2 separate regions of the Mus musculus genome follow, and region 2 is linked to region 1. Evidence: chromatin contacts called from public HiCAR-type data. All regions are on one chromosome and are shown on one strand. Each heading gives the region's core, a stretch centred on a gene start, on an enhancer-like site or on the middle of the called end of the contact. The rest is flanking DNA. Distances are from core to core; before and after follow the strand shown.

Region 1 (5,442 bases), core at 853-3,352:
CACTGCTCTAGGCGTTCCTGAGCCCCTGGCTGGGCATGGCTACAGACTGCAGGGAGAGAGGGAACATTCTGGTATTAAAACTACAGGAGTTGGAGTCTCTCTGCCTAGTGTAAGCCTGTTCTGCTTATCAGTATACCCAGTCTTTTCTCTTTTTCATTTCTCCTGTTTCTTTGGTCCAAGTACTTTGGGAGATTCTGAAAAAAGGGAGACAAGGACTTGGGATCTACTTCTTTTTATTCAATGACCATCAACAAGTAAATAAAGAAAGAAAAGCTGACAAATGCAACAAATTCAAAGTCAGGAAAAAATGAAATAATGCTCCTTTCAAATACAGGGAGGCGGTTGCCTGGGAGGAGAGAGTAAAGGACAGGACAGGAGGGTGGGACCCCAGTGCCTATAGTAGCACACAGAAGCTACTGGCTGCACCGGGCTGCCCAGGAACAGTTAGGCCATGCTGCCTGGAGGCTTAAGCATGCGCCCCGCTCGGGAGAGAATAGCACATGTGCAGGTATGGCACACTACCCCAGTGTCTGAACATAAATTTATCTCAGTGTTTCCCAGGAGTGAACTGATAGTGACGAAATTTTAATGGGAGAATATCTGAGTTTTGTGAATTCCCCTGCATGAAAATGTCTCCCTTTCTATAAATGTTACAATGATAGTTGTGGGGTTAGAATGATCCAACTACTATCATCCCCAAATCTTACCTAAGAGTAGCTCCCTTGTTAACAAGGCGGTGTGGATTCAGTGAGGAGTAGCTAGGATGAATTCCTTATCATGGACTGCCTGGGACCTAGGGTTTCCATCTGGACACTGGGCCCCATACCTTCTCTTCCTATAGCATATGGGATAGAGAGTGAGGAGTGATCACATGAGATGACATGAATGATGGCACTGAAGGGTTATTTATTTCTCTAAAGAAGAAGAGGTGCTGGCTGGCCAGGGTTTCACCGTGACTCACATCCATATTATTGAGCTGCAGCGCATGTTTTAACTCATTCAAAGATAAGTCCATCATTCAGACTCAGCGGTGTGGGGTACCAGACACTCAGACCTGGAACACGGTGTACTTTTCTGGTTAAAATCCCATTTGGCCAGAAATCTGAGGATCCAGTCTTTTCCTTCCTGCCCCTAGCATTCTGGTGCCTTCTCTCCACCCCCCACCCGCCCATCTTTTTGGCTTACTGCAACCTGAGTGCTACTTTTTCTGGGAAAGCCTGATATTCTGAGTTCAGTTTTATAATTTAATGATAGAGAGTTTCCTTAGTAAACCAAATTTAGAATCCTAGAATGCTTATCTTATATCCAGACCTTGAACATAAAAGGCATTTTATACCCGCAATTGTTCATTTAATGAGCAATTGCGGAGTGCAGGCCGGTTAAGGGATTGAGCTATATGCACTATTATTGCAAGAAGTATTCCGAAATACCAGAAATAGGACGTAAGCTCTGATCAGGGAGACTGCGAGCACAATTACCTTCTTTTCAAATCCTTCTGTGACACTGCGGGAGGAAAAAGGACTTTGAAACTTGAAAGGAAAGAGCTTGCTTTCAACCTCAAAAGCTAGGAGGAAAGGGCTCTGAAATTTGCTCAGAATTCCCAATTCACCATTAGCCTGTTTCTTCCTTTAGCCTCAAGGCATTCTCCGCTTTTTGAAAAGATGTTAAGAAATTCAGTCACAATAGAGAGCCTAGTTTTGAACATGTTTCACTCGGTCCATTGAGGTCTGGGCTCCAGCCTTTGTGTGGGGTGAATTGAGCTGAGCGGCTAGCTGGTTGGAGAGAGGTGAATGAGAAGTCGCTGTGCAGTTGCAAATTCTGGCAAAGAAAAAAAAAAAGCTCACCCCTTCCTTTATTTTGTAATATGCATTCCTGTACAATCCTGCCAGTGGCAATCTGTGGAGTTCAGTGTGTCCCTAAGTCAATATGGAGTACTTGGTTTATAGCAACTCTTGTTAAGTTTGTCTTGTAATTGAAGCTGCTGTTGACCTTGCTTGGGGACCATTTGTAAAACCGTTTATTTAGCATAAACTGAAATAATAAACCCTCCTTCTCTGGGGCCGATTGTGATAGGGTGACATTAGTTTGATTTAATGATTACCCGCCTGACCCTTCTGCTGGAGAGGGAGGCTTGAATAGGGAGAGTTCACTTCCAAGCACTTGCAAAGAATACTAATGAGCTTGTTAAATTTAGCATGGCTCCAACCACTTTTAATTCCTCTAATCAGAGCCATGCTGCCTGCAAGAGGGAGAGAGGGAGAGGGAGAGGGAGGGGGAGAGACAGAGACAGAGAGAGAGAGAGAGAGAGAGAGAGAGAGAGAGAGAGAGAGGCAAGAAAGGCCAAGAGATACTGAGAATGTTCCTAGAGGGCCGGCCCAGCTAGAGAAACTAAGTTTCTAGAAAGTAGATAGCCAGAGTCCAGGTACTGAGTTGTAAGTATCATCTGTTTGCTTACTTTATACCCCACCCCACCCCATGCAGCTTTTATAGCTAGTGGGCAAGAGAAGAGTAATGGCATTAAAATGGGTTTTCAACAACGGGGCAAAATGGGTGTTAATGGAGAGAAGAGCTAGCAGGTGTTCTTTGAGCTCCTAAACAGCCAATTTTGCAGTGAATGGAGGTGTCCTTCTTAATGATGACTAGTGGAGTTTTGTTTCTGCATGGAAAGCTTTGTGTGAAACATGTCTTACATACTAGGTGGAAAGGACCTTGTGTCCCTTGTCCCAGGAGTTTGTGATCAAGTGTGCAGGAGTGTGGGTCCCGGTCTCCTTTCATAGAGCTAGGGTACTTCATGATAGCTGCCTTTACACAGTGTTTGCACCTAGGCTGTGTTTGCTCTCTCTGAGTCTCTGGCATTAAGTTCTGACTCCCTGTTGGTTGATTTTTGGAGGAGGTTGGAAAATCTGGGGCAGTTTCTAAGAGGGTGATTCAGGGAGCTCTGTCTTTGGGTGTGGGTTCATCCAGATCTACCTAAACACAGGTGACAGAAAGAAGGGGTTACCAGTAAGATTGTGGTGGCAGCACTTGAAGTAATTGTTCCCTTCCATTTCTGAGAAAATTGCATGTTTCAGCTTGACCCCCAAGCTTACAGCTTTTCAGCAGGGAAGCTCAAACAGTTGCTTGTGTTTGGCTGTTAAAGCCCATTGGCAGATGCTCTTGGAGCCCTGGGCTGTTTGCTTATGTTCTTGCTTCTGACTTCTGCTTGTTACCATGGTGGACAGTATGTTTCTGTCAATAATTTGGCCTAGTGTAGCCTGTCTGCACCGATTCTCAAACTTTATTGAGCAGCTCGCCTCAGCTGAACGAGATGAGACAGCTTTCGTCTTTTGGCATGCAGAAGTGCTTGCTAAATTTATAAGAGTAGGCAGGAATATTGCTTGGGAGTTATGCTTTCCTTGTGTACACAGAGCTCTCAAGTCTCTGAGCTGTTTGTATCTGGGAGCATGTGCATTGTCTAGTTTGCATGTGAATGCCCATCAAAAGCAACTCAATACAGGGAGGTAAATTCATGAAGTGTGTGTGTCTTTTGGCATTTGGAGGCAGAGGGTTGTTGAGGTCACAGTGCCAACTGTGTAATAAAAGTTAAGGTTTCCTGATGAAAGTTTCTGTATTAAAAACATTCTTGCTTGCATTTAATTTTTTGAAGTTAAAAATGCCTTTTTTTTTCCCTGTTTCAACTATTGAGCTTGTATGACCTTTCCACACAAGTTGGGATAAGTCTCATTAGCAAACTCATGACCACTATGCTAGGAGGTAAGCCTGTTTTTTTTCTGCCTTTCCTACTTTCTCCCTGAAGATTGAAGGGACCTGACAGGGCTAAGGCCATACTAACTATCCAGTTGGTAGTAAAGTTGTATTCACATACTCGTCGTTGGAAGACACACCACCAGAGAACCAGAGCTGATGGGAGGGATGCAATTTTAAAAGAAAAAACAATTTCCTCTGGGAGAATGAAGCCATGGAATCCTACTTTAAACCTGGAATAGATTAGTAAGACTTGCTTACTCATGTTTCCCAAAGAATGCTAATTAGGCATCACAGCCCCTCTCTGTTGTATAGAATGTACCTCTTACCACTCTAAGTTAACTTTAGTCTGAAATTTTAAATAAAGGATTTCCTGAGCACAAACGAGTGGAAACTATGACTTGGGCCATTTGAAGGCTGTAGGACATTTTTAAAAAAATAAAACGGTTAGTTTCAGTGTTTCTGGCGCTCATCTGCTTCTTTTCATAACTCTGAAGTCCTTTCTGTAGCCTGCAACCACACTGCTAATGAAGCTCTGGGGCAGACACATGCCTGCGCATATGAACAGGGAGAAGAAAAATGAAGGCTCTTATTTGGTTATTTTTGGTAGTTTGTCTTAGAATTACCAGCAGCAATAATTTGAATTACTTTTTCAAAGATCAATGTGAAAATCAGGGATTATTTCAAACTTTGTGGGTTTTAGTTCTTATTTGATAGATTAAACTTGTGATTTACCCTTTACTTATGAGGTGTCAGGTAAGAATCTGCACAAAACAATACAAAAATAATATTTCACAGTTGCTTTGTGGTTGTCAGCACATTTATTGTAAAGACTCCAGGATACCTCATCATGTTTTGCAAGGCATTTGGGGTAAAATAATTCATCATTTATTTTTCAAGCTTCACGCACAAATAAGCTGAAACTCTAAAGTTGGTGTTGGCATTAGGTAAAATAGTGACTGTAATCTCAGTTTCTAATAATGTATAGTATGCATAGATCTGCTTTCCTCCAGAGCAAACCAAGGGCTATGTGCATGTTAGAAGTTAGCAGTAATCCCGGTTGGGGTCAGTTAGGTAATTACATCTACGTATGGATTACTTTGAATAGACGTTTACATATTGAGATATGTTAGTCTGTCTGGGATGTTCAACAATGATTATACCCACATAGTTATTTCTTTAAGGATAGAGAATATGAAAGTTTTTCAGTTAGATATTTAGGTAGGACCTGTACAGCTTTGTTTCTGTGAGCTCTTTCTGCCAGAGCAATCACTGCTGGTTAAATGTGGTTTGTTTAGGGTGGACAGCTTACTGCATGTGATTGTAACAGGCAAGTGAGTCCACCTGCTGTGAGCTCAGATAGCAGTTTGGCTGAAGTGTATGCCTGCGTTCTAGCAAAGGTCACCCAGTCCCATTCACAGAGACCAGTGGTGTAGAGATGGGAAGTTCTTATAAGGTGAGCAGAAGTATTAGGGATTTGTAAAGAAACTGTGTGTGGGGTTTCATTCTTCTGTTTCTTAGGTGTTTGGGTCACATCTGAGCATGACAGGGAGCAACATTCCCGGGCCTTTCCTCCTTTATCTACACAGCCAGGTTACACCTGGACTTTCAGTCTCAACCAGCTCTCCTCTTGGTTCCCCGTTTTTGTGTATGGGCAGACACACGAAGTGTATCTTAGGAGGTTCTATGCTGTTCTTG
Region 2 (5,442 bases), core at 2,086-4,585, 160 kb after region 1:
AAACACTTGCTAGGCAAGCGAGCGCTTTTTAAGTGTATTTCAGAACTTCAGCAGGGGATTCACTGCCTTAGAGGAGTCCCTTAGTGGACTGTCAGGAGCCAGATGTACTCTTTGCCAACTTTTATTAAACAGTGTTCGTAGTCAGGCTTTTGTTGTTTTGTTTTATGAGTGCTTTTGTTTGTTTTGCTTTGTGCGAGTTTGTTTTTTCTGCTTCTAAAACTACCATTTGTGTGCAACCTGGTGGTACAGTTCCTGCTAATTAAAAGGCTGGTGGGGGAAAAAAAAATCACAAATCCAGTACCAGGCCTGGCAACTCAGCAGGAAGCAGACCGGTGTGTGGTTGGGTTTGGGCTTGGTTTTGGTTTAGGCTTCAGAGAGGAAGCGGAGCATGATGAGCGAGCACCGGTGCAGCCTATGTGAGGCCTCCCTACAGTCCATCGCCACTAAAATTAGCTAAAATTAGCTTATCCTTATTCAACTATTATTCTACTTGAATCTCAGCCGTATTAGCATGTGGGTAGGATGAAGTAGAAAACTTCTATTACTTCCCGAGTTGATCCTATCTTGGACAGTTCATAAGGTATAACAGCAAGCAAGGATTCGGGCATCTAAACCCCCGGCGCTGCCATGCTGTTTGGCACAGAGGGAATAGAATTTTCCTGATCATGCCTTATTTCCCATTCCCTTCCTGGCCTGGAGTGAAAGTTAGTTTGTGATGTTTCTGATTTGGTTTTGTTAACAACTCAAGTTTTAAATTTCTTTCCTCCGTTTTTTTTTCACCCCACTCACTTTTTACCACCTGAAAGACAAGACATGAAATAAGAATAAATAAGCAATAAAATCAATCAATAGAGTAGTATGATTCCCATGCAGTTTCCAGATTGTTCACTTTCAGTACTTTATGAAATTAACCAGAAAGTACTGTCTTCAAAAATGTTGTCTTTCAGCTCAGCCTACTGGAGAGAGGGAGATGAGGCGGGATAAGAGTGTGCACATGGAGCCTTGAGCGTATGTTGAGGATTGCTTGTAAAATCCCATCTCTGTCTCTACAGAAGAGAAGCCCCCCCCCCCCCGGGAGGTTACATACCACCTACCTCCTCCTTCTCCTTCTTTTACTTTTTCTGTTTCCCCACATCGTCCTCAGATTCCACTACAGAGCAGGTTTTCCTGATATTTTTTTCCCTTTGTATATAAGTGTGTGATATCTTTGAGATATAATTCACATACTGTATAATTTAAAGCATATAGCAATTTAGTATATCGAATACATTTTACCAAACCATAGCCCTCAATTATCATTCTCAGTTCTCTCCATGTATCCTACCCACAGGAAACCACCTGCTTTCTTTCTGTATAGATTTACCTAGCCTGGAGGTTGTGGAATTACCACACAGTTTGTACTTTGCTCCATGGCTCCATTCACACAGAAGGATTCCAGTGTTCATCCACATAGTAACAGGTCCCAGAGTCTTGCTCTTTTTTGTCTAATTTATTTTTACCTGTGAAGGATAATGGGGTTTTTTTGTTGTTGTTGTTTTGTTTTGTTTTGTTTTACTTCCATGGACCTGTGCCCAGCTTACCTCAGTGTTAGTTTGCAGGGAGTGGGTGGGATTTGTATTTTAATCCCATGCATTTCCATCTTAATGCAGAAGCCCTCACTCATAGATAATGTTTGCCTTGTCCTTGTTAACAGAATTTACTTTTTCCCCATAACAGAAACAATTGTGTTGCTTAATTGTGTCAGGTGCCTGTCAATGGGGATTCGTTTATTCATTTCTAACCAAGTCCTGGCTTCTCAGGAGCCCCCTAATGCTTCATGTCCCCAGAGCAGGAATCAGAAATTAGTCTTTACTTTAAGAAGTGCTGTTTCTAAGTTCTTACTGTTTTCCTGTTTTTATGGCGTGTCAGACAGCTACAGATGAGTCAGAAATATCATTAACCAGCTGGAGCTGCAGCAGTCTGTCTGTGAAGTCTCTGGAGAAGGCCCCTCCCACAGCAAGCTATAGCTTTTTAAATAATCTGTTTGAAAGATTGACAGGTGCCACAAAAACAATTTAAATTATTTTGTTTATCTGAAATTAAAGTGCATATTGATATATAAGGCCTATTTCAGCCCTGATAGTTGGTGATTTGCACCGTTTTTCTATTTCTGCTCCCTAATGCTTTAAGGAATCCAATCACAGTGTGTCCCTAGCATAATCCATGCCATGACAGTCATGGAACTTTTCAGAAATACTGCTTATCAAGCAATACACACAAGAAGATGTCAGCCCAGCTCAGATGAAAAGTGGGAGGAATTCTGGGGGAATTTGGTTTTCTTTTAGGTAAATCATTTCTCTCCCTCTCCCAAATGTGTTTTATTATGAATTAAACTTTAATGAAGTCTAAATCACTTTCTCACGTCCCTCCTTTTTACAAATGTCTCTGGGAACCCAAATCAAGGTAGCCAAAGTGTGTACAGTAGATAAAACCGGGCAGAGGGAGCAAGTCCCAGCCAGAGCAAGAGAATAGAGTCTGAGAGCCATATATGCCCATGGCTCACCACCACTTTCTTAGGTGTTTATACATGAAACACTACTGTGTTCCCTTCTCTATCACATCTATAATACTGTGTGTGTGTGTGTGTGTGTGTGTGTGTGTGTGTGTGTGTGTGTGTAAGAGAGAGAGAGGCAGAGACAGAGAGATAGAATATCACGTAAACTTGGCAGTATTCTAAGGACCATATTTTCTTGCTTTCGGGTGTACCTTATACTGTGACAACACATATGGGAATATTTGAAATTGCTGGGAATGCTGTGTTATTTTGGAAACAGGTGGAGACAGGAAACTCTGCTATTTTACTAGCAGAGTAAATAAATGAAAAGGCAGAGTGGTACTGGCCAATGTTTGAAGGGTTCAAGGTCTGCATGTCCTACTGTGACTGCTTTTGGATATGCTTAACCGAGACTTTTCATGACAGCCTTGGGAGGAATCGCTCTCTGCTGTCAGGATCCTGCTGACTAGAGAAAACAGGCTTGGGAAGCAGCCAGTGTTTGTCTACTGATATGCGAGTCACCTTGGGCGGTAGGTGGCAGGAGTGAATTTCTGCCCAGTTCTGAAGAGTGCTGTAACTTCTCCTCTCAGGGAGTTCCTGAGAACTGAGCCTACTTATCTAGAGAGCTGTGCTTTCCAAGTGGAAATTGAATCTGACCAAAGGAAGGGGGGAGGGTGCAGAACAAAAGCAAGAGGTACCTCCAGGCTTCCCCAACTGATTGAATAGCTGCTCTATGTAAGGCTGTGTGAGTGCCCACTGTGGCTAAGCCACATGTTTGTTACAGCTGAAGGTTAGGAAAACTGCCTGCTCTGAACTTACTCACATAATGAAGCACGAAGAAAGGACGGTGATTAGCTCAGTGAAGTCCATTGTAGGCTTCCATTCTACTGCTGCTAGTGAAAAGAAAAGCTTCCCTTTCCTTTCCCTTCAGGTCTCTCTTCTGCCCTTCTCCAAGTCTCCTTGGTTCACAATTGGGCCAGAGCTGCCCAAAGAGAATTCCTCGAAATAAAGAGGTGCCTTCCACTTTCCCCAGTGGCAAGTAAGCTATTGAATTCTCCTGCCTTTCTCTAGGCTCTCACAGACTAGGGTGAGTGGCAAAGATGGAATTATGGCCCTTGGCTCATTCTGCTAAAGGCTTGATCATAGTTGGTGACTATCCAACCTTAGTTTGATCATTATGCCGGTTATGGTAATATCATCAATTATCATATCCTAAGCCAGATGAAGTTCCAACTGGAAGTCCAGTCCTTGGACTTAGCCTTTGTTGGAAATGTGCTGGTCCCAGTGTCCCCTGTTTATTCAAACAGGGAGCATTTAGAGTGTCTCACACACACGGCATTGTAATTTATACCATCTATCTCTTTCCGGTTCTTGGGCCTCTGGCAAATTACATGTCGAAGTGTTGGATTAGTTTAGAATTTAATCATGCATTATTTTCCCTTCAATTAAATTATTTATATATTTGATTAACATTGTCACTGTTAGGAAGTCAAATTTTCAGTGAAAACCACAAATAAACTCACAGTCATTGAATTTCAGGCCAGCTTCACTTAGAAATCAGTCTGTCTGTTCAGTGTCAATTGTCTATTCATTGTGTGTTGTCTCAGTGAGCTTGGATTTTAGTAAGAGAAATGAGTGCACTCTTTGACCTTCAGGTAGAACAATACATACAGCAAAGTGTGGCTGAACTCCCTCACTTTCTTGGAGACTTTTTGCCCTAGCAACCTGGTTTTTATTCCTTTCTAGATTCTTTTCTTTAGCATGAAAACCTACCTCCATCTACTTGTACTATTTTATGTTTGAGTACAAGAAGGAAGCCCTGTAATCATTTCAGCTGGAGGCAAGACAATGATGGGCCTATAGGTCAGATCCAAACTACTGCCTGGTTTGGGGGCTTTTGGTGTGTGTGTGTCTGTGTGTGTGTAGCCCTTGAGCTGAGCCCATCAGTTAAGTATCATTTTTATGCCTTTAAATAACTGAAAATAAAATGCTAAGAAATATTTTTTGGCCTGTGAGAATTTCTGACATCCATAAGTAAGTAGCTCATTTTCTCATTGACACTGAGTCTACAGCAGGGTACAGGGATGCTTTGACAGCAGAATCTGGTTTATAAATAAAAGCTTGCTAACCCTGTGTGTGTGAGTGAGTGTGTGTGTGTGTGTGTGTGAGTGTGTGTCTGTGAGTGTGTGTGTCTGTGAGTGTGTGTGAGTGTGTGTGTGTGTGTGTGAGTGTGTGTGTGTGTGTGGGAGAGTGTGTGTGAGTGTGTGTGTGTGTGTGAGAGAGTGTGTGTGTGAGTGTGTGTGAGTGTGTGTGTGTGTGAGTGTGTGTGTGTGTGAGTGTGTGTGTGTGTGAGTGTGTGTGAGTGTGTGTGAGTGTGTGTGTGTGTGTGTGTGTGTGTGTGTGTGTGTGTCTATCCTTCGGAGTGTTCAACTAACCTATAGGCACAGCAACCAAACAGTTATTTTAAAGGCAAGTAACTATTTAAAACTTACAACCCCATGAGGCTTGTGATTTCTTAGAATCTTAATTTATAAGTAATTCCTGGATCTTAAAAAACGTTCCCTTTCATGTTAAACACACTTGAATGTCCTACAGAGTCCAATAGGTACCTCTATTTCCTTATGGTAACAGACTACAGCATCTGAGAAGCTCTGTTCACTTCTGCTTTAGATCATCGAAGTTCCTTCACAGAAAGATAATCTTGCATACATGCCCCCATGTATGCATGCCCCCATGTGCGTGCTCACAAGTGTGAGCGTAATCACTGTTTGAATTTAAGAGAAGTTTCAGGAAAATTCTAAAACATATTAAGACTGCAGTCTACTCTATACACTACAGAATATGGAGTTTTAGTTATCCAGCACTGGCCCTTCTTGCTCTTCCTTGTGTGGAGACAACAGCACTGGGGC

The links. HiCAR-type assays count read pairs that join an accessible place to other places.
Region 2: a HiCAR-type map of astrocytes shows a contact between it and region 1, with 2.2 times the contacts expected there. The contact joins two enhancer-like sites. A contact is called at or near these places in 5 of 39 promoter capture datasets (the 3T3-L1 cell line, 3T3-L1-derived adipocytes, the HPC-7 cell line and 1 more), 17 of 484 Hi-C or Micro-C datasets (the C2C12 cell line, Sertoli cells, adipose-derived mesenchymal stem cells and 11 more), 5 of 115 datasets of contacts at active chromatin or transcription factors (astrocytes, differentiating embryonic stem cells, embryonic forebrain and 1 more) and 2 of 9 other capture datasets (embryonic stem cells and embryonic tail).

The regions. Positions count from the first base shown.
Region 1 is chr13:15,542,334-15,547,775 of GRCm38.p6, forward strand. The region is part of intron 2 of Gli3 (GLI-Kruppel family member GLI3); the gene reads left to right. Among named protein-coding and RNA genes, the nearest start is that of Gm6556, 80 kb to the left of the region's middle. Within about 2 kb of position 2,103, at least 53 of the 459 cell types and tissues checked have an H3K27ac peak or open chromatin away from gene starts, as enhancers often do. A contact at or near this core is called in astrocytes and stem cell-derived neural stem cells, where this site is marked.
Region 2 is chr13:15,704,511-15,709,952 of GRCm38.p6, forward strand. The region is part of intron 10 of Gli3 (GLI-Kruppel family member GLI3); the gene reads left to right. Among named protein-coding and RNA genes, the nearest start is that of 4933412O06Rik, 95 kb to the right of the region's middle. Within about 2 kb of position 3,336, at least 42 of the 459 cell types and tissues checked have an H3K27ac peak or open chromatin away from gene starts, as enhancers often do. A contact at or near this core is called in astrocytes and stem cell-derived neural stem cells, where this site is marked.